Regions from separate parts of the Athene noctua genome. Here region 2 is linked to region 1. A link is a contact called in public Hi-C data. All regions are on one chromosome and are shown on one strand. Each heading gives the region's core, a stretch centred on a gene start, on an enhancer-like site or on the middle of the called end of the contact. The rest is flanking DNA. Distances are from core to core; before and after follow the strand shown.

Region 1 (6,535 bases), core at 3,452-5,951:
TTTGTGAAACCCTATGATCCTCACTCTTTCTACCCTATCCATGAATCCTGTTACCATCTGATAGAAGTAAATCAAATTGATGTGGTATTATTTGTTACTGACAAACTCACGCTGTTACTTCTTCTATCTTTACTTTCTAGACTCTTGCAAATGGTTGGATTACCTGTTAATTTTTTTTTTTTTTTTTTGAGAAGAAATTCAACTAACCAGTTTGTAGAGCTCTTTCCCTTCACCCTTTGAGAGACAGGCAATCCTTTTCAAGTTTTCTGGAACCTCACTCATTCTCTATTGATTCTTGTAGGTAATCAGTAGCAGCTCTAACATTGCTTGAACGCTAAAGGAGTTTTATCAGGTCCAATCTGTCAAAAAATCTTTAACTTACCTAGTATTTTCCAGTCTATTTCTTCATTTTTCTAGCCCAAGCTCTTCGACCTTTGTCAGTACTGCTAATAGTGAAATCACATTTTCCTTCTTAAACTGAAGACTGAGGTTGGAAAAGGCATTAAGGATACTGGAGTCTCAGCATCTCAGTCATTAGGTGATGATTAAGTAGATTTCCCCCTCTGTGAAATGACAGAACAGTTTTTTCCTTCCTCTTCTCACTATGCATCTTTCCAATAGCTTTGCTATCTTTTAAATCCAATTTTCTGACATCTTGGGACCTTATCTTTCTGGTTTTGTCTATACGTAGTCTATACATTTATTTGTAATTTAGTAATCTGACCTACTTTCTACTTTCTTTCAGGTCATTGAAGATCTTATGATTCAACCCAATTAGTCTTTATTTCACTTCCTCTCCTTCCTCTGTGTAGATCAAATTCTGCAGTTTTGCCTTCAGCACTGGATCTCCAATGAACTTCAATCTGTCCTGAACTCACAGAAGTTTAGCAACTAGTTCTCTGAGTTTTAGTCTCCATTTAGTTCTTCCTTCTCTTCCTAACAATGAAAAATAGATAAAAGAGGGTCGGATTGATTTGTAATTTTAATTTCGTCTCTGTATAGCTAATGAGCATTTCAAATACAGGAGTTTCTTCTATACATTTTTCCTTCTCGCAGTGTTTTCTACTACTTGTGGCTTAAGTATGATCCACTCACTGGCTCACCTTAGGGAGATGCAAACACTTAGGTTCCCATTCAGTGTTTGCTGCATGCTTCACCCCTCCTACCTGATGCAGTGTGCTTCACCTAACACTCCGAATAGCATGAGTGCTCTCCTCTTTGCATCTTTTGCTCTCCTGGAGCAAAACAGCTGCCTTTTTCTGAGCATATGCATTGTTGGCTATGTTCACAGGAGTGTGCCACTGGGGAAAAAACACCACTCTCACTAGAAAGGACCAAAAAACTCTCCCACCAAACTGGAACACTGTGCTTGGAGGCATTTTCCCACCTAGAAAATAGGATGCAAGTTGTGAGCGTTATCTTCATTTAGTTCTCTCCGAAGCTGGATGATAGTGTTGCACAAATTCCCACAGATGGAATTTTTAGAATAAATAAAGGTTAAATAAGGGATTTAACTGGAAAAAGGAGGACACCTCTTATAGTGAAATAGAAGATAAAAGGTGAACATTCACACCAGACCCTCAGATCTCTTGAGAATATCCTACCTGAGCAAAGATTGTTTGGATTTTGCCAGTAAGACAGGAATAACATTCTCTTTCAAAACATGAAACATGATGTACAGACATCAACTATATCAAATGTGTTGTTCTCTTTCCCCCTTGCCTCAGAGAAATGTAGGTATTTAGGATCTGATTCTGAAGCGATCACTGCATCGCCTGTTGTTTCCCACTGGACTTGTAAATACTTATTATGAAAAACAGGCCTTTGATATAAAGGCAAATCACATGTAGGAAGAAGAAATGCAAATTCATGGGAGGTTTTAAAGCAATACTGACTATGAGGGCTCTACATGAAACAGTGTATAAGGCTCAGAGTCTTATTTGGTGCGTGTATACTAAGGTGTAAAGCATGTTACCAGATTCATACTAAATCAGTTTGTTGTGAACAGCTCCATTTCAAATGTTAACATAGATACAAACTGATGAGGATCCAAAATGCTTTAAAAAATCATTTTACTGGCAATGGAATAAATATATACTAGAGATTTTACAGCCTGCTGCATAAATGTGTTGTGAAATCAACATGAAAGTCAATTTAAAATGCATTTAAGAGTAATTTCAGAAATTATTCTGAGTCCCCCTGCCACTGCTTACTGTTTTTTGGTGACAATTTGCTGACAGGCACATACAGAAAAACTAAGATTTGTGTAACTGAGGCCCTGGTCCTGAGCTGGATCTGCTCACAGGGATTCCTCCTGAGGTCTGATGGCTTCATTAGCATTTTGCACCAGTAGGAGACTCTGGTAAGAGATCACACGAAGGAACTAAGGCATTTCTAGACATCACAGAAATCATTATATCTAAAGTTTTAATTATACATAAGGTGCTGTTAAAGCAAGAAATTGTCTGAGATTCATATGTGCTGGTGATTTGAATACTGTGTATGTAATATTAGAATATATTTCAAAGAGGTTGAGCTATAGTACAGTTAGGATACATAACAAAGTCACTCTAAGAGCTCCATCGAGGCATTTAAATACCAGTAAGCTTTATGGTGTCTCTTTGCCTGGAAATAACTGAATGAAATTTAAATAGTATCTAGAAGTTATATTTTTAAAAAACGCATCTTGTTCCAGCAGGATGGGTAAGAGTGGGTTGGGTTTCCACTGGTCGGAGAGAACACAAACACGGTTGCGTGAAGATGGCTGTAGGCCATCTAAAACCATCTGAAGAATGAAAAAGCAGCAGTAACTATTTCTGTGTGAAGATGCATTTCTTCCCAGACAGCGGAAGTGCATGATGTCTGAGAGGAGCATACACTGTGAGACAGTATCTATCCTGGAATTAATAGTACCCAAGATGGTGCTTAAAAACAATTGTTGACAGACTAGCACTTCAACTATTGTGAATATGGTGAATCCCAGTCTGACCTAATTTGCTTTGCTTTATACACTGCCCCCAATAACCTCTTTAAACCTGAACAAGTTAAGACCATGCTTTTGCTTTCCATATTTCAACAATAATGCTCTTTGCTGTTATATTACTTTGCACTTCAATAGCTTAATTCACTTGAGTTGTTCAAAGCATTTGGTGAACTCTGTAAAAGGGAAGCTACTTGGAAAAAAACCCGAGTGTCATATTTTTAAAGCTAACTATTCTGGTAGGCAGGATCTAATGGCAGCATGGCTGAGTGTAGAGAATTAAGGTTTTCCATAGTGCTGGGAAATCCTGGTGCCAAACGGTGTAGCTAAAGCATGGACCCACATCAGCATGAGGTTCAAACCAACCCCGATCCATTTGAAACGAGATAACTTGGGTTTTCTGTAACCCTCTGTGCCGACTGGCTTCCACGGTCTTTGTTTCATCTTGGGAGTGCATGGCTGAAGTCTCAGTCTCTGTTTGCAGCAGAGCAGAACAAGAGTGTGTCTGTCTTGGCCCTCCTCATGCTCGCGGTGCTGCTGGCACCAGCAGTCGCAAAGGCACGCAGCAGCGGCTGGCCTGTCACCAGGCGCGCGAGGAAGGGCGAGCGGCAGGAGAGCTCGTCGTACAACAGCTCTTCCCCCAGCTCTGCCAGCCCCAGCAGTCTCCAAGACAGACACCGTGGAAGATGGAGCCTGAAGAGGGATGTTAGCTGTGGATGTTTTCCGTCGTTTTACAAATCACTGAAAGGCACTTTTAAGTTTCTAGTCAACAGCACAGTCTTAAATGTAGCCAAGTTTACTGCAATAAAATAAACAGCTTTGACACAAAAGCGAACAAAATAAACTTAAGCACAGCACAATGCAACCACCCAGGAGTTAGTTTTTCTGGTTTAATTTCCCAGAGTTTCTGCAGTCTGGAGATGCATGAAAATGCATAAAAAGTGGTATCATTAAATAAAATATCTTACGAAGTCATAGAAGACTTCATCACATAAGCCACTTTGAAAAGAGAACTCATAGCTGATTTTAAATATTCCCGTGGTCTGAAGACCCTTGAATACACAATATAGGTAATATATGTGATGCTTGCATGTGCAGTAATGATAGAAGTGAGTTGAAGATTTGCCTCTAACTTCTACGCACTACTCTTCATACGTTAAATACCCATCTATAGTTCACAGGTGAAAAACTAAAAAAAATAGAGATATAATCAAAGTCGCCATCTAATTGGACTTTTTTTAAAAGTAGGCTGAATTTCACAGGCAAAGTTAGAATGCTAAATTAAGCGGTGAGAAGCTGCAATGCAAGCCTCTTGCTCAAAATTGCTTTGATAAATGAAGCGAGAGTGAACCCACGTCCTCCAAGAGCCCCGAGTGCCCGCCCTGCTCCCCGACCCCTGGCCCGTCGTGTCCCGCCCCACCGGCCGCGCTGCCCGCAGCCCCCCCCATCCCCCGCGGTTCTCGGCGTGTGGGGGGACGCGACGGGACGGGACGGGACGGGACGGCACCTGCGGGGCCGCCCTCCGGCTCCCCCCGGCGGGACGGGCGGGCGGGCTGCAGGGCGGGCGAGCGGTCGGAGGGTGGAGTGAGAGGGACGGGCTGGGCTTGGCGGCGGCGCTCCCCGCCGGGCGGGCGGGCGGGCAGCCCGGCACTTTCCTTTTCGGCGCGGGGAGGAGCGGCAGCTGCGCAGGCGTTGCTCGCACCCTGTTGATTAGTCAGTGCTGGGATGGCGCTTCCTGGGCCAGGCGCGGCGGCGGGCGGCCCCAGCCGGTCCCGGGGGGCGGCGGGAGCAGCAGCAGTAGCAGCCGCCGCCGCAGCAGCCGCCCGACGGGCCTCCGCTTCTGCCTAGCGCGGCATGTCCCGGGGCGGCCGGCGCTGAGCGAGGCGGGCTCCGTCCCTCCGTTCCCCTCCCCGCTGGCTGCAGCCCCGCCGGGTGGGAGCACCCCGCCAGCGCTGCCTGTCTGGCTCCTCTCCTCTCCCTCCTTCCCCCCTCCCTCCTTCCCCGGACTGGGAAGATGGACCCCGGCCCGCCGCTGGGCTGCAGCCTCAAGGACGTGAAGTGGAGCTCGGTGGCCGTTCCCCTGGACCAGCTCGTCAGCACCTACCGGCTCCCCCAGATCGCCCGGCTGGACAGCGGTGCGTGGGGCGGCGGGCGGGCGGCTCTGCCCGGCGGGGAGCGGGGAGCGGGGCCGGGCGAGCGGTGGGGGGCCGCTCCTGGGGCGGGCTGCCGGAGCCCCGGGTGCACCCCTCTTTCCTCCCGCGGCTGGAGGGAGCCGGAGAGCCCCGCGGCTACCCGGAGCGCTTTCCGTGAGGTCCTTGCACCGACATCTGCCGTTACCGGGTGTCGGTGCAAGGCTTCGACTCGCACGGGAGTCCGCGCGTTGCTTTGCATCAAAATATCTGGTAATACCCGCCCCCTGCCCCCTTACGGTGTGTGGCGCAGCCTGTCTGCCATCGGCTGCTTGCCCCCGAGGAGCGTCCTCGCAGCCTCAGATGAAGACGTGGAAGGGCATTTTCCGTACTGGAGACCCAGTGTTGTGATGAAGGGATGCTACACCAAGGCCAAATAACGAGGGACGTTAAATAGCCGAGTGGACTAAATCCCAAATGTTACATTTCACTAAAAAAGCCACGGACCTGTAAAAAGAGGAGTAATGTAAGAAGCCTTTCCAGTCTCCAGATAACTTTTTATTACCGTTCGCTAGGGTGCTCGCCTGCAGTTTGCAAGTCTGCAGCATTTTGTTTACACCAGGAAATAAGAAACGAGTCTAACAGAATAGCTATGGCAGCGGTGTTTTACCTTTCCTAGATACGTGTCTTAGAAAGTAATGTGTCGGCACAGAGAACTGGGGAAATAGGGGGAATTTTTCAGAAAAGCTCAGACTTTATAATATTTATATATAGTAATACTTTATTTAATAAAGACTCGGCTCCTGTATAGTAGTGTGTGTGCGCATTGCATGGTAGCTCCAGGAAAACTGTCCAACTCTCCCATCTCTAAGGGAATGCAGTATATATCTCGTAAATCAGGAAAAATTTCCAGGCATTTGAATTCATTAGTTTTTGAAGTCACCTTGTACTTACACAATGTAATAGAACAGGTCTCTTACAAAATTTTGTATTGATTTGAAAAGTTAAAAGTGAGCGCAGGCATCGTCCTCTGTTGCTCCCCAGGATTGGTTTACTACTTAACTGCAGTTCCTGTAATCCAGGGATAATTCAAACGAGGGCTTTTTTGACTTTTGTCCCTTGATTATAAAGTACTTTTCCTATCCTTTGCAGTACATCCTCAGAGCTGGTGCTCAGGAACAGGTTAAAGAAAAGCTTCTTTGCCTTTTACCTGCAGCTGGCTGGGTTTCATACTGTCGAATGTTCCTCGTGGTAATACCTCATGTCACTAGAAGCAACTAAGATGGCCTCCAGTCGCTGCACTTAAGGCTGTCAATTTACTTGAGATTCCTGGCAGTGGTTCAGGTTTTAACAGGATGTATGTATTGATGATTTACTAATTTCCCTTTCTGCATGTTATACTTCCCAATCTCCCTGCTTTGCTTCA
Region 2 (6,272 bases), core at 2,262-4,761, 150 kb after region 1:
GGTTTGGAAAGAAAGCTTTGAAATTGTCAGAATGTCCTTTTTTAGCTTTTTAATGAAAGATTCATTTTCAATCTGAAATGACCGTTCTGTGAAAACTTCAGCAAATGGCAGAAAGAATATTGGAAATACAAAAGCCTAAAAACTCATTTTATCATTTTGATTCACCTGAACTAAAACTAGTTCAAACTGTTGCTTCACAGTTTTTGTCAGATTTTAATCATTTGTTTTGATTGCCTAAGAGGGGAAAACCATTTTTTGCATAACCAAGTAGAAACTATAATTTATAGGTTTAAGAGCGATAATGTCTAATTGGTATGAGCTGGCATAATCAAATGCTTAACATCTAAGTATTATATAAACAGGCAAAGTTTTAAACCAAGTTCTTCTGCTTCTAATTTTCTTAATGAAAACTGCCACCCACATATGTCCTTGCCCAGCCTAAAGGCAGGATTTTGACCTTCAAGTGTTGGTTACAAAAATCATTGAGTAGACACTGTTTCCTGACCCAATTTCTCCTGAAACAGCACTGTTTCACTACTTCACAGTTTTAGGTCGTTTCAAAATTTGGTAGATTTTAAGCTACCTGATTCTTAAATAACCCAGTGTCATTGTGGAAAAGTGACCAAGTCTATTGAAAAACTGTTTCCAGACTTGGACAGATTCAAATGCTGAAGGACTGATTTTGATCTCACATTTCACTGAGTTAACTGGTATTATTCAGGTTTACATTGATACATAAGAAATAAGGATGGGGACTTCAGAAAAAAAAGAATAAGGATATAACTGTATAAAGATACAGTTTAATAAATCAAAATATCTTTACCACACAAATCGTCCATAAATTTGCAATGTCAACAGAGTCTTCTTACATTCTGAAGTTTTATTGCCCATATATGCTCTCATTACATTTCATTATCACTGGATATGCATGACAGTATCCAGTCCACGAGTCCACATATTCAAGTTTTGAAATGAAAGTGCAGCTTGTAAAACAAGCTGAAAGTACATGGGCAAAGTGTGTAACACACATTTTAAAGATTTCATTTGCTTTTAAACTCCCACTCTCACACAGATTTCTAGCTAACGTGGAAGGAAAAAACGACAAGGAAAGCTTGCGATATTCAAAAATTAAAATCACATTGTCATCCTTTCCATTAGAGATTGTTGATGGAGAAGAAGCATACCTATATATGTTGAATCCTCTTATGGCCATTAATGGAGAGTAAAATGTTTCTACAGTTTTAGTAATTATAAACTACAATATACACATACCAATTAACCAGAAAGCGTAACTGTCCTAAAGGTAAAAACTGGCTAGCTAATGGTAAAGCTCCTCTATCAGCAGCAAAAGCTCACAAACTGAAATCAATGTAACTAAGTCCAGCAGCACTTTTGGTGCACAAACCAAAACGTGAGTCCATGACCGAAGAATACCAAATTCAGCAATTGACTCAAATCCAGGGTGGTCCTCAGTGTCTGAAAACTGTCACTGAATGTTTCACACTGGAGGAATCCCTTCCATCACTCCTTTCCACTTCCTTCTCAACAAAACTAGGTCTTTAGTCCTGTGAATCTCAACAGCAATCTACTCAGTTTCAAAAGGAGTATCTCTGTGTACAAGTATTACTCATTTGAGTAGCAACGGCTTCTGTCTCAACACCAGCCTGACAACTGAGACCTATGCGATGCATTTCTAGTCTCTGAAAGTTTTTAAATAAACAACAAATTCACAGTTCACAATCACCTACAGAGGAAAATTATATTACCTGCGGTGTACCAAAGAGGAACCTAATTTAGTCTAATCAATGCTATTTTTAAATCTCCACACACAAAAAATTCTAAACATTTATAATATTAGTCCTTACCTTTGGCAGACATAGTTTATGTGAATTAAATTACATTAAAGATTGGTCAAACCATGGCTTGTGAACACATTTAACTGGCAAATAATTCAAGTGCATTTTGAACAGGTGGGAAACATCTCACCTATTTTAGTCACATAAAAGCTAGGTAAGTAGACTCACTCAGTAATCAGCAGAAAAACAAATTAGTAATTGCATACATAATTAATCTGTCCCTAAAATAGCTATGGCACCATCATGATGCCCTGGCATCTCCAGATGGTCCACCTCACCTAGCTTGGACAGCTATTCAAGGACGTGATAAATCAACTGATGAAAATTTCCCTTCCTCGCTGTGGACTTCAGATGGAGTTCAGCCAACCAGTTTAGATGAGACACCTTAACTTACCAGTGTTTTCTCCAGACTATATAACTTTTAGTATACCAGCATGCAGAAATACAGAAGAAGCTCTTCCTGGCCATAAAGCACATAGAAATGAAATAATTAGGCCCAGTGATCAGAAGGCCCTCTCTCACACAGGAGCTGGTTATTACAAGTCAGTTCAATGCGTGATAGCTTGCAGATGTTAGTAGCAGTTTGCATCACCTATTTCATGCTTTACCAAAGCCTGTAGAGGAATCTAAACAAGATTGAGACTTGAGTTTGCAAAAGGTTGGGAATAGAGGAGCAGGTAGTCATGATAGGCAGTGGAAATATAAGGGAAGTGTGGGGTTGGGGTAGCGGAGTATACAGGAGGACTGTGAGAAAGCTGGGGACAAGAAATTGAGCTCTTGACTTAAAGAGATATATGACCGTGAGTGGAGAGGAAAAGGATACAGCTACCACAGTGAGATACTGGAGATGGATTCATGGAAACAGACAGTTATGTTACATAACATAAAATAGATAACGTTATTCCACTAAAGTCATATTACAGTAACTAATACCTTACTCTATAGATTACCCTGAAGCTATAGACTTCTATTAGCTATAAAATGAACTTTCAACAACCTAGTGGCTTTTTTTCTCCAAACTGATTACATTGTGTATCACCAAAATTCCTGGCCTCTACAATAAATTATCAAAAGGTGAGCAAAATGCTGCATTTCTCTACAAAAGACAGAAAACACAAAGTCTCAGCTGTTACTTTTTTGGCATTAAATAGTTCAGCTGAATTGGAGAAACAGAGAACAGTCATTTATAATTATTCCAGTGGCTAAAAAGGCATCAATTTCAATATCAAATATATTGTTACAGAAAAAAAAAAAAATCCTATTTCCATTCAAATATGGAGTAGCAAAATAAATTTTAATACTTATCTTGGTTCTAATCCCAGATTTACTATTCTGGTAACATTACTTTGAATACTGGTGGAATTTTGCTTAGATGGGGAATGCAAGATAAGCTTTTCACATGTATAGCCAGGCATATTAAAAATAGCAGCACTAAAACTCCAAGGAAACAGAAATCTTTCTCTCTTCCATGAAGATGACAACAGAATTTTTATTTTGCAAAAGCAACATACTTAAGTCTTTTCCTCTAAAACTCATCTTAAGCTGCATTGCTTACTCAATCATATAAAGAACATATATTCTTTGTTTTCTTACCTGACTCCAGACCACCTGAAGAAGCAGCCAAGTTAGGAGTGCAGGCACAGAAAACCAGCCCATGTTGTTATCCACTCAGCAATTTCATGGACAGAATTTCAGACCAACTTGGTATTTAAGACAGTAAATGTCATAAATCAAAACCTTTGTCCTATCATCAACGATTAACTTACCTACCTTTTTCTTGTCCAATAAGCCAAGTCCATCATTACTGTATCACAGTAACTACCATATACACTGACTATTTTTAAACATTGTTGTGAGAAAAAGTATTTGACATACAGGATGAAAGACACAAGAAAATGGGAATACAGAGGAAACACACATTGAAATACAGGAAATTCAATTTAAAAATAAAAGAACTTTTTTTATTCTGAGGGTTTTGAAGTGCTGGAACAAGTTGCCCAGAGAAGTTGAGGAGTCTCCATCCATCCTCAGAGACAGTCAAAACCCAACCAGCAACAGACCTGAGCAACTTGTTGAAGGTGACCCTGCTACAAGCAGGGCAGTTGCACTAGGTGGTCTCCAGAGCTGCCTTTCCACCACCTCACCCATTCCGTGACTGAGTAAAGCTGGCACTAAAACCTTTTCAACAACAGAAAGCTAACAAGACTCTTGGCGGGTAAGACATTAATACATATGGGGGTTTTTGACAAAAAGTGAAAACAGGAAATGTGTGCACCTAAAAAAAAAAAAAATCTCTCAGCAACATAATTTTAGTATCTTGCTTTTAGAAAAGGCAATGTCATTTCTACTGTTGATGACTGTGAAACACTGTATTTGTCAGTAAATCATATCATGGTATTCTTCCGGACCTTTTAAAAATTTCATACATTATATTATTTTAAGTGTTGGTACCATTGTACTATCACCACTGTCTGTGACTCTTCGGAGTTTTAGTTTCTTCCAACTTCAGTCATCTCTTCTACTTATGAGCTGACGGAAAGTGCTGAAATTGTCACAGTTTCTTCTTACGCTTAAACTACAGGTACTGCCAGTAACTGTATGATCAGACTTGGTTAGCGTTTCACTTTCCCAGACCAACCACCTGGTTAGAATGTCCTAAAAACGTAATTTTGATTTTTGTATTGTAAATACAGACGCACAAATTATATCAAAATTAGTAACATTTCTCCTACTATTTCAAGTATTAAAGCTGATAAGAAAGAATGGGTAATGAGGACACCTGTGCAATTTCTAGCCACTTAGAGCTATGCTTATTTCACTGATGATCCATTGAGAAGTAGCACTTGTGGATATTGTTGTTCTTATGTTAGTTTTTTCAACAAAACCGTAAGTATTGTAATTCTCAACCCACCAATAATGATGGCATCAATTGTTCTCAAATCAGTTATGTTTGGAAGGTTTAAAAGCTCTTTTGTTAAGAATTCTTCTGCAGGCTCAGCAGTCATTGAATCCTGCATGCTGTCACCTTCAGCTGCTGGGAGGTGACAGTAGTTCTCCTTTTGGAGGCTCTCTAGGTTAGATTGGCTATGTTCACAGTAACAAGTACTTCAAGCCAACAGGAATGGACTTACACATTGAAACATGGTGCCAAGGACCTGGCATCTATGCTGTACATGTCTCAAAGGGTTTTACTTCAGCCTGGCTCCAATTTGATCCCAAGGACTGTATGTCAGTGGTGGCAACTGGACTGCATTAGGCAGGGATCTGAAGAACACATTCTGGTTTAGTTTCAAACCAAATGAATTCAATTTGGACACTCCAAAACTGCTCTGTGATGTGAACTAAAGCATGGTAAGTGGAAACGATGATGATGATACTTGCTTAAAAAATACAGTCCTGATCAAAATTAGAAGACTAGTGTAGCTGCACCCATTGCTCCGTGATTACATTATCTTACAGGTGTTTTCTTAAGATGGTGGAATATGATGACTTCAAAGGAAACAGCACATTTTTTAGTCTTACTACTTGGTATTGGAAGAAAGCCTAAAAGCCTGTTTTTCTACTTCTTTGGTCCCTTTCACATGCAAATAATCAAGAAAAGCTGCTTTCTGTTCCCACATCCCTATTTCTAACATGCATCAACCGGCTCCAAAACCTCACACCAACCTCTTCACAACAGGAGATAGGAAGATGATTTTCCTGCCCCAAAGAAGGGCTGTATGAACCTCTGTGTCAAAACCATTACTGGCTAAAAAGTGAGTTATCCAAGGAAAACACTAGAAAGTGTGATATCCTACAGAGAAGGCATCAAAGTTATATGCTAACCCTGCACTGTAAATATACAATCTCTATACATATTTTTCCTCCAATTCACACTGACTTATTTAAACTCAGAGCTTTGATACCTCACCTAGTCACCTGGTATAATAAAACAAGGTGTAATAGAAAATTAAACAATATATGAACAAAATGTCAGGAATTTAAGGCAGTTCTTAGCATAAATTTCAGTGTCACACCTGAAGTAGCTAAATGGTTTTTTCTCCTCTTCTTGAGGAGAAAGTAATAAATAGATGGCAGCTTAAGGAAGGCATTTTTTTTCCCAATGTAATCATGGCAGATCTTTTTTACATAGCTTATCTACTTTTGCAACCGCATTCTCTAGTGACAAACACCTTGCTTTACCATTGACTTCATATCTACGTTCAGGTAATATACCTAGCCTTATTTCCTCTAAGGGTTTTGCTACATGACTCCTTGCATTGTTCTTTGAAGATGAAAAGCACTATAGCCATATCGTACTTCTAAGACAAAGGCCCACAGCAAGAAACAACTGAGTATTACTGGAGATTAATTAATAAAGGATAGTGCAACTTATTTGAATAGTGTGCACTTTCAGATGTACAAACAGAACAGTAT

Evidence for each region. Hi-C and Micro-C count contacts between places; a contact is called where the count stands out from the background.
Region 2: a contact with region 1 is called in a Hi-C map of heart, with 3 times the contacts expected there. The contact joins the promoter of MEP1B here to the promoter of GAREM1 in region 1. A contact is called at or near these places in 2 of 2 Hi-C or Micro-C datasets (heart and liver).

Annotation. Positions count from the first base shown.
Region 1 is chr2:48,106,134-48,112,668 of bAthNoc1.hap1.1, forward strand. GAREM1 (GRB2 associated regulator of MAPK1 subtype 1) reads left to right here and starts at 4,702. Exons shown (of 6, transcript XM_074899022.1): 1 at 4,702-5,115. The coding sequence starts at 4,995.
Region 2 is chr2:48,259,757-48,266,028 of bAthNoc1.hap1.1, forward strand. It overlaps MEP1B (meprin A subunit beta), which reads right to left and starts at 3,512. Exons shown (of 15, transcript XM_074897468.1): 1 at 3,450-3,512. The coding sequence starts at 3,512.